Linked DNA regions of Anas platyrhynchos: region 1 is linked to region 2. A link is a contact called in public Hi-C data. All regions are on one chromosome and are shown on one strand. The core of a region is the stretch at or near the end of the contact, and the rest is flanking DNA. Distances in the headings are between cores, read along the strand shown. Region 1 overlaps FNBP1 (formin binding protein 1). Region 2 holds the start of FNBP1 (formin binding protein 1).

The links. A called contact is a pair of places that touch in the nucleus more often than the background predicts.
Region 1: a Hi-C map of subcutaneous adipose tissue shows a contact between it and region 2, with 2.9 times the contacts expected there. The contact joins the enhancer-like site here to the promoter of FNBP1 in region 2. A contact is called at or near these places in 2 of 8 Hi-C or Micro-C datasets (skeletal muscle and subcutaneous adipose tissue).

What each region holds. Positions count from the first base shown.
Region 1 is chr18:10,488,303-10,491,314 of IASCAAS_PekinDuck_T2T, forward strand. The region is part of intron 2 of FNBP1 (formin binding protein 1); the gene reads left to right. Among named protein-coding and RNA genes, the nearest start is that of FNBP1, 33 kb to the left of the region's middle. Within about 2 kb of position 1,754, at least 1 of the 8 cell types and tissues checked has an H3K27ac peak or open chromatin away from gene starts, as enhancers often do. A contact at or near this core is called in subcutaneous adipose tissue, where this site is marked.
Region 2 is chr18:10,455,254-10,458,218 of IASCAAS_PekinDuck_T2T, forward strand. FNBP1 (formin binding protein 1) reads left to right here and starts at 1,572. Exons shown (of 16, transcript XM_072025174.1): 1 at 1,572-1,814. The coding sequence starts at 1,791. It overlaps LOC110351605 (a long non-coding RNA gene), which reads left to right. Exons shown (of 2, transcript XR_002399242.4): 2 at 164-1,130.

The DNA.
Region 1 (3,012 bases), core at 504-3,003, 33 kb after region 2:
GGGTTAGTGGGGAGCACAGCACACAGCCCAGCTATTGCGGAGAGGCTATGATGCAACGTAGTTGGCAGCCACTAGTGCCCAGGGTAATTAAATGGAAGGGGTGAAGGGGATGGAAGCTAACTGGGAGGGGGAGTACAGGACTAATGCTTCCCAACCCCTCCAGTAAATCCATCCCTTTTTTCCCCCTGCATGATTATAATACATATTAGAATCTCCTCCCGTCTTCCTGGTATTTATAGAGATTGAGATCTGCGCTTCTAGCTGATCTGTATATACCTAAAGCAAAATGTCTATTAAAAAGAAAAAGAAAAAAAAAAAGCTAGCTCAGAACTTTTGATGCTTTAGTTTGAATGGCTTTTGAGATGGGCAGTGGCTTATTATTTGCTAGAGGCTGGTACCTGATAAAGCCCTGCCTTCACGGTTATGTGCTTTCTCAGGGGAATGCCACAAGGATTTCCCAGAGTTTCTGCTATATAGACGAGCAGGAAATAGAAAATATAAGTTGTGCAGGAACAAATTGCTCACATCCTATGGAGATGAGAAGAGATTGAGTTACAGAGGCAGAGTGAGGTGGAAGAGAGCATGAGTAGACTGGGAAACCCCAGCAGATTACCTGTGTGAGCAAGTCTGTCTTACAAAGAATCACACCCTTGACCCACTGAATTTCTAAGGGTGATGAATTTTAGGCATGAAGAGCATAATCATGAAAATAAATAAGCAAACAAAATGTTAAAGCAAAGTGGGAGATGGTCAGAGAGAAGGCTATCCAAAGCTATTACTCTGAGAATCACGAGCCTCTGATGGATAATTGTGTGAAAGAATGAGGTGTCAGAAGTGAAAATGAGGGAGCACAGAAACAAGCTAGAAAGGCATAAAAATGATGCAGAGGGAAAGGCAAACAAACGTGAATCAGAGGCAGGTGCACAGGCTAGCATAGAATCTTTTTAGAATTGCTATTTTATTGCTGATCTTTTGTTTTTATGCGTTAGTTGCTGCTTTAATCGCTGTTAGATTTGCAGGTGTCATTGCTTTTCAAGCTTGAACCTGAGAAGTGCCAATATTTTGCTCCTGACACTGCATAATTGGGTGCTGAATTTCAACATGTGAGAGTCAGATTGGCTCTTACTGGATGAAGTATCACTTCTGGATTCTGTATCACTTCTGTTTTTTTTTGTGGGCGTCATGGTTAAAACCCTATATACTTTTTTGATTAACAAAGAGGAGACAGAAATCAAAAAACCCTGTTAAATATGATATACATGTACATTTTTATAAGTGCATTATAGGGATTAGTAACTGGGTTAAACATTTTATTATTTTCTATGTTCCTTATTATATATTTTCTAAATCCGTTTTCTGTGAAAGCGTACTGTCTGCTGTTGTTTTACCCTGACCCAGTAGCATTTCTGTACCTCTAGAGGTTCAGTAGACTGTAGCCTTGTATGTCAGAATTACTTGGGCAGCATGATAGTAGGGAGATGTCCATCCTGAGTATGAAAATGCCTTATTAGTTTAGTCTTCAATGTGTTTCCTTCTGTTTTTTTTTTTCTTTCTTCTTCAAGCAGGTGTGTGGAGGCATTCCTATCCACACGTAATCAGGCAGAACAGTTTGCAGAATTGTTGCTGTGCTGATATTTGGTGGAAACTGCTGTGTGCAGAACTAGAGAAAAGTTCATTGTTCCAGAGCATCCTCTTTTCAGAGAAGGCAGAGGCTGGAATGGAGATGTTTATCTGGGGGCCGCCCAGGAGGGATACTTACATTTTGAGGAACTGTCCAAGTCTATGGCTGTCCAAGTCTGCCAGGGCTCTGGCTAGAACTCCGTTGGTGCTGATGCTACTTAATTCCTTAGGGAAAACAAAATGAGTAAGAAAAGTGAGGCAAGAGGCTCTGCTGTCTCCCAGTTAGCAGTAAAACCAGCATGCAGCAAGGATTGGGTTACACCTACTTGAAAAGAAACCGCTTTTTCAGAAAGAAAAGACTTAATTCTGGGAATTCTCAAAAAAAATAGCATAGATAGGCCAATGAATTTTAGTAGTTCTTTTGTCAATGATTGCATCAGTACCACTGAAATGTTACTTGGAATCAGTGGATAAACAATCTGTAAAGTTAACCCAAGTGGTTTCTATTTAACTGTAGGGTAACAGAGGCTGCAGGAAGGCATAGAGTAACAAGGCTGAGTTTAAAATGCAAGACACCACAGTGCTGCAGCCCTGAAAAGGTTTTAATTGCTAAGCAAGATGTGGCAGCTCCCTGGTTTGCATCATGTATGGTGTTACATTGTGCTACAGTCCAAATATGCATCATCATCCTGGGTTTTAAGCATCAGCAAGGTGCACTGAGTGGTGGACAGCATGTGTCCTGTAAATCCTAGATTTGCTGCTGGCTAGGGGTTTGCAGTCATCTTTTTCAGGAAAAATGAAAGCTATAGAACAACTCAGGTGTGCTAACCAAGATAGGTTCAACTTCCTTGCTCGAGATAAGATCACTGGAGAAGGATATCAATATTTTCAAATGAAATCATTAGGTGCATATGTAGTAATGAGATGTAATCGTCTGTGCTAATTGGAATAATCAAATTTCACATTTCTGCCAGCATCAGTTAACGATCACAGAATTATCCCATTTGTATCATCTCAGTGCAGCTTCCCAGAGCTTTACCAGGATTGTTTCTCTTCCTTGGAAGCATCCCACAAAAGACAGGCAAACTTGCTGGGTCAGAATCATCTCCTGCAGCAAATCGCACTTCCGTGAGCTGCCTGCCTTTGTGTGTGGAATAGCACCTTCTACTGGGGGGACTTCTTACAGCTTCTCTGTGTGTCTGAGGGCCAGGAAAAGGGTTATAAAAGTTTCTTTCGGGCAAAGGGGATGTGCATCAGCAGAACCAGGACTCAAGTGCATTGTGTATTGACATTATGATTTTAAATTATGAACTTCTTGGGTTCAGAGCCTGTTAATTCATTGCAGTTACGCAGAGGGAAGCACAATGGGGCCCCTTCTTTTGTGATCATACT
Region 2 (2,965 bases), core at 322-2,821:
ATACATTTTGGTATTGTTGATTCTAATGTTCCGTCATAAATAAAAACTTGCATTTCTGGCCTGTATCTTTCTATAACCAGTTAAGCATTTTTTATCTTCTTTCAGCGTGGACAGGTTTCCCTGCCCGTGCTGGTGTAACAGGTTTGCCTTGTTCCCCTCCCAGGTCTTTGTGCAAAAGGAAATTCCACAGCAAATTTGCCTCAGATGATACTAGTGCTGCTCTGCCTTTGGACTCAGTACATTCTTTTTGTTCAAGTATTTATAGATTAAGCTCTCCTAAAGCCGTGAGTCTGGTTTTGTGATGTGTTCTGGGTGGACATAAGCCTAAGGAAGGACAGCAGGATTTGGCACCCCTTTTCTGAGAGTGCGTGGAAGGACAAGCCCTTGGAAGACGGCGGTTGTGCTTTAGGCAGCATGGCAGACACAAATATTTAAATATGTTGGCAATAGCAGGAAGAATTACTCTGTAAAATGAGTTGAAGAGTGTGTCTCTCAGTTGTTATGAAGTCAGTTCTTAAAAGTAATAACTTTTAATGGTGAATAAAAGTGATGCCTGCTCTCTGCATCCCTTCAAAGACAGCTGTGTGAGGAGCAGCAGTCTACTTTTAAGTTCAAACCAATTGAACTAACTAGGGAAAAATATAAATGCAGTTCCATTATATGCATAAAAACTTGTCTTCATTGTTGTTCTAAACGTTGGAATCACTTAAATTATTTTCTTATTCTTTCTGATGTCAGTTAATATCCGAGTGCCAGCTAGTGAAAGGAGAAGTGCGCTGATCTAAAGGAGATAAAACCTGCAGCAGCTGGTCAATTTTTATCTCCTTCATCAAAAGATCCCGGCCCTCTGGAGGCAGACACCTCTCAGGTGAACAGACGTGCTTCCCTTCTGTACCCACTCTGGAAATCTTTGATGAACGGATGCGGCAATAAATATAAAACAGCAATCTAAAGCCCTGTTTACATCTCTCGTAGCTGAACAGCAAAAAATGTAAAATCCGATTATGTGTGGCACAGCTCAAACAAATGTTGTTACAAAGGAAGACGAGCACAAAATAAATCTTATTTCTCCGGCGAGGAAATGAGCCGTTTTCTGCAAGGCCAGCATAATTGCTACAACAACCCGCGTTTATGCGAAAGCAGATAATTTGATTATTTTTGTGCTCGCAGGCTGAGCACACTGGTGGCAGATGGCGGGCTTAATATTTGTGGATTTGGGTCGGTTTTGGGGCGTGGGGCTGGGTTTGGGCAGAACCTGCCTGAAGGGGCTGCTTTACTCGACGTGGGGGGGGATGGATGCCCGCATCCCAATCACACAAACAGAAATAACGCCTAAATAATAAAAATAACACGAGGGGGGGAGTGAGGAAAGAGGCGCTGAGGCACTTGAGGAGGGGGGGGGGGGGGGTGCGCGTTCCCGCCGCCCCCCTCAGGCACGGGGGCGCGCAGCCTGTGCGCCTGCGCGGTGCGCGCATCTCCCCCCCCTCCCCACACACCCACCCGGCCGCGCCTGCGCAGTGCGGCCGAGCTGTCAAGCGCCCCCCTCCCGCCTCCCTCCCTCCCTCCTCCACCCCCCCCCTCCCCTCCCCGCCCCGCTCCGCCCGGGCCATTTTGCGGCGCGATGAGGCGGGAGCGGCGGTGAAGCAGCGCCCGGCCCTGCCCGCTCCTCGCCTCCGCCGAGGGCACCGAGAGCCCTGAGGGGGGACAGAGAGGGAAAAGGCAGAAGGGAGGAAACCTAAAGAAGTGGGCGCCGAGATCCCCGGCGGCCCCCCTTTTACCTCAGCGGAGCCATGAGCTGGGGCACGGAGCTGTGGGTGAGTGAGGGGGGGGCTGTAACGGTCCGTGCTGAGGGGAAAATGCGGCCCCCGGGGCTCTTCTGAGGGGTGAGGGGTGTCAAAAGACTAGGGTGAGGGGTAAGGGGATGAGAGGGGTTGTGGTGAGGGGTAAGGAGATGAAGGGGGTTGTGGTGGGGGGCTCGTTTCCCCCCCCACCCCTTCGTGGAAACTTTTCTCGTGTGGGGAGATCCCCGTGGGGTGAGGACCGTGTGGAAAAATAAGTGAAAAAGCAGCTGCAGCCCTCACCAGAATGCGGTATTTGGGGTAGGGGGGATCTCAGGTAGAGGTTTGTGAGGGGTATGGTGAGAGGGGGGCTGGGGAGGGGGTGGTAGGTGAGGAGCTGGTGTGGGGAGGGGGTTGTGGGGTGGGGGTGAGGGGGTGTATAGGAGATGAGGGGGGCTATGGGGGCTGTAGGGGTTGCTTCAGGGGTGTGAGCAGGCACGGCTGGGGCTCAGAGGCTCCTTGGTTGAAGAAGTGGGAAGCGGAATGCCTCTGGTTCACGCCGAGCCCCCGCTGGGAAAAGCGGAGCTGGTAAAGGCGAGTAGAAGGCCAGTGGGGATCTTCATCAGGCCCCGCTCGGAGATCACCAGGGGAGGCAGGTAGGAGAAGTTTGAGAAGGCGAAGGGGAAAGGCAGAGCCAGCCACAAAGAGGAGGCGATGCAGCCATGTTTGGCAGCGTGAGGGGGGAGCCGGGAGCAAAACCTGGTAGCGAGGGCTGTGGCGGTGGGCAGCAGGCATGCGAGCAGCCCTCCAGGCTCTGGGGGCTCCTTGGGGTGGGCTTCTTGGGGGGCACGGGAATGCTGTTTGCAACGAGGAGTCATAAATGAGTGCTGGGGCGTCATCTGGATTGCAGGGCGCTGCAGCGTTTTGCTCCTGTGTTCGTCTCCTTGTGCCTGGCAATCGGTGTAAGTTCAGATGTAAGCACATCAAAGCTTTAAAACCATCTCCGTGGAGGAATGGTTCTTTTATACGTGCTGAATGCCATCCTTCCGGGATGCGTTACTGCTCTGTTCGGTGAGCATCTCATCTTGCCGTGACATTGTGGTCATGATACAGCTAGATCTGATTAGATCTAGATAATAAATTAGGGGGCAAATGCTCGCTGAGGGGTGGCTGTGGTATGCTCGTGT